Linked DNA regions of Mus musculus: region 1 is linked to region 2. A link is a contact called in public HiChIP or PLAC-seq data. All regions are on one chromosome and are shown on one strand. The core of a region is the stretch at or near the end of the contact, and the rest is flanking DNA. Distances in the headings are between cores, read along the strand shown.

Evidence for each region. HiChIP or PLAC-seq counts read pairs in DNA pulled down with a chosen protein or histone mark.
Region 1: a contact with region 2 is called in an H3K27ac HiChIP or PLAC-seq map of extraembryonic endoderm stem cells. The contact joins two enhancer-like sites. A contact is called at or near these places in 1 of 39 promoter capture datasets (embryonic stem cells), 5 of 484 Hi-C or Micro-C datasets (embryonic stem cells, nephron progenitors and trophoblast stem cells), 5 of 115 datasets of contacts at active chromatin or transcription factors (embryonic stem cells, extraembryonic endoderm stem cells and pancreatic cancer cells) and 2 of 9 other capture datasets (adipose tissue and pancreatic islet).

What each region holds. Positions count from the first base shown.
Region 1 is chr5:33,813,427-33,818,008 of GRCm38.p6, forward strand. No RefSeq gene overlaps it. Among named protein-coding and RNA genes, the nearest start is that of Gm52782, 10 kb to the right of the region's middle. Within about 2 kb of position 3,140, at least 9 of the 459 cell types and tissues checked have an H3K27ac peak or open chromatin away from gene starts, as enhancers often do. A contact at or near this core is called in extraembryonic endoderm stem cells, where this site is marked.
Region 2 is chr5:33,702,821-33,707,436 of GRCm38.p6, forward strand. No RefSeq gene overlaps it. Among named protein-coding and RNA genes, the nearest start is that of Fgfr3, 17 kb to the right of the region's middle. Within about 2 kb of position 2,976, at least 73 of the 459 cell types and tissues checked have an H3K27ac peak or open chromatin away from gene starts, as enhancers often do. A contact at or near this core is called in extraembryonic endoderm stem cells, where this site is marked.

The DNA of each region.
Region 1 (4,582 bases), core at 1,890-4,389, 110 kb after region 2:
GGACTTGGTCTTTCTGCTCCAAGTGGCTGGGAAAGTAAGGCTCACTCATAGAGTTAGTTCCTTGTTCTGGGCATGGCAGCTACATGGTTCCCACCTAAAAGCGTGCCACCGCTGGTCTAGGACAGGCTTCTGTGACAGCCAGCATCAAAGAACTGGTCAGAGGCTGACCAGGAATTATTGATTCTCCTTCCTCTATCTCCCAAGGTCTAGGATATAGGCAGATGCCAACACACCCAGCTCTTAAAACCCATAAGGGTACAAAGATAAGTGATGCTAAAACAGATACACTCTGAGTCAAGTTTGGTATTTAGTAAACAGTAACAGGCCAAATCTATCTAATTTTTTTCTGGGTGCTGGAGATGAAATCCAGGGCTTTACATGTGAGGCCAATGTTTACCCCTGAGATGCACCAGCCCTGGTCTTTGGGTTTTGAGAAAGGTACTCTAGAGGTACAGTGTGTTGTCATTAATAAAAAAACAGGTGAAGGAACTCTATTACCTACAAAACTTTTCAGTAAATCTAAAATTAAAAAAGCTCCTGTGGGGGCTGTCCCTGACTCTGTTGCCCGCCTATGCATCCCATTCCCTAACTAGGCCATCTTTTTTGGCCTCAGTGGGTAAGGATGTGCCTAGTTCTGCAGTGAGTTGATGTGCTGAGGTGGGGTGGGGTGATACCTAGGGGCACCTCCCATTCTCAGAGGTGAAGGGGAGGAAGCAGGGGCAGGAGCTATATGAGAGGGGACTGGGAGGGGAAGAGGGGCTTACATTGGTATATAAATTGAATAAATAAATTAATGGAAAACATGGATGCTCCTGGGCCAGCAAGATGGCACAGTGGATACAGTGTCTGCTGCTAAGACTGATGACCTAAATTCTGTCTAGGGAACTCACGGTTTACAGAGAACTGACTTCTACAAGATGTCCTTTGACCACCATATGAATTCTGTGACGCGTGTGCACACTCTTACACATGCTAAATAAATATAATTTTTATATTATTATTATTATTTTGAGGCAGGTCTCTCTCTCTATTCCTGGCTGTCCTGGAACTCAGTATGTAGACCATACTGGCCTTGAGCTCATGAAGATTCTCCATCTTTATTGTTGTTTTGAGATAATGTTTCTCTATGTAGCCTTGGCTGTCCTATAACCCAGTCACTCTGTAGACTATGAACTCACAGTGAACTGTCTACCTTTGTCTCCTGAGGGCTGGGATTAACATACCACCACTGCCTGGCTACTTTGATTATTTTCAGTTATGTTTATGTGTGTCTCTGTACCTTGAAGGCAGAGGTGTTAGGTTCTCCAGTAAGTTTCAGACAGTCGTGAGCTGCCTGACGTGGGTGTTGGGAACTGAACTTAGGTCCTCAGCAAGAGTAGTATGTGACTTAGCCACTGTGCCATCTCTCCATCCCCATAAACACATTTAAGAGAGAAGAGCTGGGTGGTGGTGATGCTTAGTCTTTAACCCCAGCACTTGAGGAACTGAGGCACGTGGATCTCTGCATTCCAGTCTAACCTGGTCTACTGAGTACGTTCCAGACCAGCCAAGGCTTCATAGTGAGACCCTGTCTTAAAAGACAAACCAAGGGCCAAGAGAGATCAATGGATAAAGGTACCTGAGCACCAGAGTTCCCGGGACCCAAATAGAAGGGATGATTGCCTCCTTCTACTTGTCCTCTGACCTCCTCCTCATGCTCGCCATAGTGTACATGCACACACACGCACACTCGCACTGAATATAATGTAATAAAATATAAAACACAACAAAAATGAAACTAACCAAACAAGAGCAACACAGGAATCTGCCCTGGATGGGGTAGGGGAGGGGCAGGCTGGGTGATCTGAATCACTATCCACAGGCCAGCCATCTCAATTTTTGGACTCAATGTTTGAAGCTACTCATTAGTCTGGAAAAATGTGGCTCACAGCACATAGATTAGGAGGGGCTTAGTTATCTTCCTTCTGCTAGTATGGATTTTAACTCCCTGTCATTTTCTTTCTTTCTTTCTTTCTTTCTTTCTTTCTTTCTTTCTTTCTTTCTTTCTTTCTTTTCTTTTGGTTTTTCGAGACAGGGTTTCTCTGTGTAGCCCTGGCTGTCCTGGAACTCACTCTGTAGACCAGGCTGGCCTGGAACTCAAAAATCTGCCTGCCTCTGCCTCAAGAAGTGCAAGCTGGGCGCGGTGGTGCACACCTTTGATCCCAGCACTTGGGAGGCTGAGGCGGCGAATTTCTGAGTTTGAGGCCAGCCTGGTCTACAAAGTGGGTTCCAGGACAGCCAGGGCTACACAGAGAAACCCTGTCTCAAACAAACAAACAAACAAACAAAAACAAACAAACAAACAAACAAAAAAAGAAGTGCTATTTTAGCATTGAACTCCATTTCTTTTTTTTTTAAATTAATTTATTTATTTTATGTAAGTACACTGTAGCTGTCTTCAGACACCCCAGAAGAGGGCATCAGATCTCATTACAGATAGTTGTGAGCCACCATGTGGTTGCTGGGATTTGAACTCAAGACCTCTAGAAGAGCAGTCACCAGCCCTGAACTCCATTTCTTAAGCAAAACAGACTGAGTGGGCAGTGCTGGTCCCAGGCCCTGCTCTGATTTGATCCTTGAGCTTGTGGCAATTCTGTGGACAGAGCAGGGGAGCTAGGCCCAGGCTCCCTTCTTTGAAGTAATCCAACACTGCAAAATCAAACAGTGAGTGGGCCGCGGGGAATGCCCACACACAGTTTGACCTGAAAGAACTGTTCTTCACTCTCTCAAAGGGTGTGGCCAGGTGATGGGTGGAGCAGACCATAAATGGTAATGCCTGAAATCGGTGGAACCCCTGTGGTGGGACCTGTGTAGGAGACTGATTCATTAGCACGGCTAGAGCTGTTCCCTTAAGGTCCCCACTTATCCTTAAGTTGTTCTTGTGGCTTGGTGGGTGTCCTCACATCTCATAGGCCTTTCTCCATTATTCCTTAACCAAACTGAAGGAGTTTGCTGCTTGGCCTGTCTGTGCCCTACACTGTTCAGGCCACGTGCTTGAGAAAAGTGAGCATACTTTGTGTGTCTGGGATGGCACATACCAGACCCTTCTTCTAGTAAGAACAGGCAGGCAAGAGTTAGAGCTTGCGGGGTGTGGCCCTTATCTGTCACCCTTTCCTCTGGGGCCTAGAGAAACAATACTGATTATGGCCACAACTCTACAGAGTCCCAACATCCTGACTAACCATGGGTTTGAATTGTGTAATTGTGTTCCTTCAAAGGTATTTTCAATAATTAACCAGGGAACCTGTCATTGTGACCTTACTTGGAAATTAAGGCCCTGGCAGATGTAGGCTACTGTAGTCATCAGAAGAAAAATCAGAATCAGGGATAGACAGACTAGAAAAGGCCGCATGAAAACACAAGCAGAGGTCATGATGTTCACAGGAGCTGCAGATTGTAGGTAACCACCAGGTAGCTGGGAAGCAGCAGGAAAGCCCCACCCAGGTTCTGGAGCTCCATCCTTACAATTGTAAACCACTAACTTTCAGTTGTGCAGTCTAAGAAACCAACAATGAGGAAACCAGCTGTCTAAATCCAAAGGTAAAACTACCTGAAGATGAACACCTAGAGCGGGGATCCAGCTAAGACTAGAAGGGTATCACAGAAGACTTTGGGGACAGGCCTGCTGGGCTTATCTGTGATCTCAGCCCTGGAATGTGTGAGCGCTAGAGGCCAGCCTAGGCTACATAGTGAGACTGTCTTCAAACAAAACAAGTGAGCAAATGAAAAGGAAGGAGGACTGCACAGGACTGGAGTTTGATTTCCAGCACCCACATGATGGTCCTCAACCATCTTAACTCTATTTCTACACAACCTCTTCTGACTTCTGCAGGTACCAGGCATGCACATGGCACAATTACATACAGGCAGGCAAAGCAGTCATATGTGTAAAATTAAAAAATAAAAATAAACAGCGAGAGAGATGGCTGAGTGGTTAAGATTGTATATAGCTCTTACAGAAGACCTCAGTTGAGTTCTCCGCACCCACAACAGGTGGCTGAGAGCAGCCCATGACTCCAGCTTTAGATGCCAGAACCTCCGGCCTCCTCTGGCACCTGCACTCTTATATAGATACCCATACGCGTACACATAAAATATTTTTTTTTCCTCAAGACAGAATTTTTCTATGTTGACAGCCTTGGGTCTCCTGGAACAAGCACTGAAGACCAGGCCGGCCTTAAACTCACAGAAACTTGCTTGTCCCTGCTTCCCAAATGTTGGGGTTGAAGGCATGTACCGCTATAACCTATTAAGAATAAAATAAATCTTTTTTTAAAAATTAGAACAAAAAGTAGTCTCTCACCTAAGAGCTGGAAGAAGGTGTAGTTTTTCTGAACGATACCCAGTGTTGGATGTTGGCTGTCTCAAGAGCTCTGATGGGTTATCACCCTAGGGAGTGTCCTTGGTGAAAGATGGGGTCTATAGCTGTTCTGGGCTGGTGGTTTGTACCTGGAAGTAACAACTGGACCCCAGTGACAGATACCTTAGGCCTCTGAGTCAGGGCTTGTGAGAAGAGGGTTCTTAACCACATCTTTGTCCTGTG
Region 2 (4,616 bases), core at 1,726-4,225:
TGGGCTATAGCCAAATCCTTTTCCTGAATGTACCCCACTGGCCTCACACCAGCTAATCTATCAATGATTACACCCATTCTACCTTCAAGAATCCAGGTTGGGTTTGGAGCAGCACCAAAATAAAGGGTTTAAATAACAGATATTGGAAGACCTCTAGCCTTCCCCGACCTCCCTTGTCCCTCTCCTTGGGATACCTCTTCTGGGTCCCTCTCCTGCATTTACCACTTGGCTTATAGTAAGGACTTCTGCACCCCTCAAAATAGTTTTTTTTTTAACCCTAGTTAGGGGGTCTGGGGAATATAGCTCAGCTACTAGAGTGCTTGTTTGGCATAGAGGCCCTAAGCCCTGTCTCCAGCACCACATAAGCTGGGTATGATACCATAGCATCTGTGACTCTAGTACTCAGGAGATAGAGGCAGGAAGAAGGAGTTCAGGGCTTTTCTCAGCTACAGCAAGCTGGAGAACAGCCTGGGCTACATAAGACCCTGTCCCTCCTCTTTTCAAACAAACAAACAAAAAATTGTGAGGTCATGTCTTTCTGCCATTTCCCCTGCCCCCCCCCCGAGCTCCGTGTGTGTGTGTGTGTGTGTGTGTGTGTGTGTGTGTGTGTGTGTTTGAGACAGAGTTTCATGTACTTCAGGTGGTGAGGCTGAACTTGAACTCCTGATCTTCTACTTCACAAATGCTGAGATTTCAGGTTTGTGCCACGACATCAGCATGTTTTCCTTTTATTATTTTTTGAAATAATTTATTTTATGAACATAAGTGTGCTTGAGTATATATGTATGTATGTATATATAGCACATTCATGCAGGAGTATGAGGAGGTCAGAAGAGAGACTGGATCCTCTGAAACTGGAATAATGGAAGATTGTGAGCCACTATGGGTGTTGGGAACCAAACCCTGGTCCTTTGCATGAACAAGCAAATATTTTAGCTGTTGAGCTCTCTCTCTCTCTCTCTCTCTCTAGTCCACCAGCGGTTGCAGGTCTGTGTGTGTGTGTGTGTGTGTGTGTGTGTGTGTGTGTGTGTGTGTGTGTGGTAGGGGAATTGGGGATTGAGGGTAGCTTTTCTCTTTCTCCTTGCTATTCCTTGCACTTGCCAAGGTCCCTGGGCCCTTACAGGGGCTATTCTAGAATAATCAGGGACCTGTCTATGGGATCATTTCCTGGGTCTCCTTCTTACTCACCCCATCTCTGCCATTGTGAGGATGGAGCCTCAAGCCTATCCAGCCTGTGTGAGCGTAGCTGCCACATCCTCTGGCATCTCTCTCTCTCTCTCTCTGTCTCATTCACAGGACTGACTGGAGCAGGGCCGGCAGGGATCTGTGTCAGGGCTCCTGAGTATGGGTCACTTCTTAGAGGCTCACGACTTGGCATGGGCTAGGCATATGTTGGTGTTCTGGGGGACCCCCTTGGCAGCCTGCTCATTGGCTGTGCGCCCCACCTCCGGCCTGGACCACTCCCCCACCCCCACGAACACACCCCAGACTTTGCTCAAACACAGCTCCTTTTCTATTTGTGTCGATGATTGTCTGCTTGGACAAAGGGCCCCTTTCAGGGGCGTCAGAGGGTCAGCAAATAAATAAATGAATCAAGTCCAAGGGAGGAAGAGGAGACTGAGGTGGTGGGCAAGGCAGGGGGCAGGCAGCCCCAGGCTCCCATCAACTGGCTCAGCTCTCAGAGGTCCCCAGAGATGAGGGGATGTGTTGGCCCGCTAGAGGCTCACGCTGCTTTTGTGAAGGTCTGGAATATGAGGCCAAGGCACAGGGGCTTCACCCACAGAAGGATGCTGCTGATGGGGGCCTGGATTTGTGTGGCCAGTGTCATCCTAGGTGATGTGTACAGTAGGGAGAGAACAGTCCCATACCTGGTACAGTGAGCTGGTTGGCCTGCATATGGTTCTTGGTGTGTCCTTCAAAGTCCGGTGTCTACCATGCACAGTTTCTGTTTGGAACTGGAAGGGGTTGGGGGGGGGGGTGAGGTGACTGTGTTGGTGGAAGTGAGGTCTGTGGTGAATCAGCAGGACTTGGAGGCCTCAATAAGATGCCTTCCAGAATTAGAGGCCAGAATGTTTCCTCTCTTCTCAGACTCCCCACTTTGAGCTCAGATCAGGAAGCCATTCTCTAGGAACCTGGGTTTACTTCAGCTGAGCTTGGGTCAGGTCCCTGTTAAGGCCTGAGATGCCCTGCCTGCACATAAAGACATCTCACCATCTCACAGTGGTCACAACCCAGGCTCCTGCCAAGCAGATTTTCAAGTCTCCAATGCAGTCCCTAGTCCTTCTATCCACTCATGCTTGAAGGTTCCTGAAGGACCATAGTAGGGCATGGGAAAGCAGACTCCACAGTTAGCACCTCCCTAACTTATTGTCCCCAACTCATCAAAGCTGGAAGGCTATGAAAGAGGGTAGGAGTTGCCCTGGAGGGCTGCCTGGAGGAGTGGGGGATCAGCCTGCAGAAGTGACTGGCTGGGTTTGGTTGGAGCTGGCTGGCTGGCTGTGGGGCTGGCTAGCCCCTCTAGTCCAGGCCTGGCCAAGCCCCTAGGGCAGAGCTGACTCCTGGCCATTCCCGGGACAACAATGGCCAGCATTTAAATTCCAATTGAGTCGGCCAGAGTGGCCCCGGGCGTGAGAACAGGAGCCCCCACCCCCAGCTCCAGCCCCGCCTGCCGCATTCCTGCCTCCCCGGAGATGGCCGTGGCCAGGCCGTCTCCAGGGGGCCCGGAATGCAGCACTCAATGGAAGGGGGACAAGGGCCCATTGAGCAGTGACGGGCAGGATTGAGCTGTCAGCCCCCCAACTCAGGACCCCTCCTCTGTCCCCACCCTCTCTCCCTGGTGTTACTGATGACGGCTGCTCTTGGGGACCCCACTCATACCTCCTGTGGCTGTCCCCGAGCGAGCATGGGCCTCGTCCATCTGGCTGACTGCAGGTTCTGCCCTCTTGGCCCCTTTCCACCCAGCAGCTAGGGAGCTCTCGAAACCTCAATCATATCATGTCATGCCCCTGTGTAAAGCCTGTTATTGAAGGCAGGCTAGCTGACCCTGCTTTCCTTTGCTCTGCGTGTTCTCCCCCCTCAGCTCCACCAAAACCAGGGGCCCTTTCTCTGGTCTGTATAGTAACTGTCCCTGCCTAGCACTAGGAACACCCGCACATATTTGAGTATTCAAGGTTTGAATGCCAACCCTCTGGCCCATATTTCCCAGGACCTCCAGGTCCCTGGGACCCCAAACAAGGCTTGGTGTCTTCAAGGCAGCCATGAAGGGCAGAGTGGCAGCTCCTACACTAGCCCCACTAAGTCCATGTGGCTTGAGGGCAGGACTATAAGGCTGGCTGGAGCCTTGAAAAGCCCGAACCCCAGTTTTGGCTTGGACTTACCCTCTGTATTGTGCCCTTTGATCCCAAATACTGACCAGACACTAAGCTGAGCCATGCCCATGAGCTTTTCAAATGCCCTGGCAGAGCCTGCACTGGCCCTGGCTTTGTCTGCAGTGCTGGTCTTGTAAGTCTACGTGCAGCCTTTCTTCTCCTGCCAGCCAGGGCCAAAACACCAGAAGGATATCAGGAAACTGGGACTGGCAGTTACCAGGAAGTACAGAGGCTCTGTAGGGCTGCAGGAAGTCCTGGTTCTGATAATAAGCTGAGTAAGGTTTGGGGGCAGGCAGTCTGGCACCCATCCTACATGGCCATGGCAGCCACCCCTGTGTCAATGAGTGACAATAAGTTATAAGAGGTTGAAAAGGCAAGCTAGGTGGAGCGCCTAACAGGCTCTCAGCAGCACCCCATTCTACTACCACCCCTGGCTCCAGAATCGCCTGGAGGACTCTATAGAACTACCTGCTGGTCATCTTAACTCTCAGAGTGGGACAACAGAAAAGAGGGTGGGGACATTTCTGGGGATCACTGAGCCAGACTTCCTGTACAAGGAATCTGGGACCGAGCTTCAGGTTAGCCATGGCTCTCTGGCTATAAGGGCAAGCAAGGTCTTAGCCAGTATGGCTTAGGTGAACCCAGGGGCCACGGCAGCTGTGGGGTGGTTGTGGACTCCACAGCAAGTAAATGAATGACTTCTGAATATAGACAGACAGAGCTGACTGAGATGTGGGGAGAGCTAGTGCTCAGGTGCCCAGGAGACCTGCAACAAACACAGGCCTGTGAAGTTCCAGTCTGGACCACATTTGTTCCGATTTCTCAGAAGACCAAGACCCAAACCCAGCCAGCTGACTGTCTCTCTGTCTCTGTCTATCTGTCTGTCTCTGTTTCTGTCTCTCTGTCTCTCTCTCTCTCTCTGTGTCTCTCTCTGTCTCTCACTCACTACGCAGTAAGGGTCATTTAGTGGTAGCTAACAAGATGTTGGTCCTAGAATATGCTACAGGCATTAGCCTGAGCACTGTTGGGAAGCCCTGGCCAGGTTTATCCCTGCAGGCCTCTGTGTGTGGGTGGCCACATATGGTCTACTTCAAAGGACACTTCATCAGACATGTCTTTGGAAAACAAAACAAACAAACAAACAAAAATCCTTGGTCAGCTGGACCAGAAGAGTGGAATGTCGTGTCCTCTGGTAGGCTGGGCCCAAAAGCCACCTTCTAGGCCATCGTTCTTCACAATCTGGCTGGG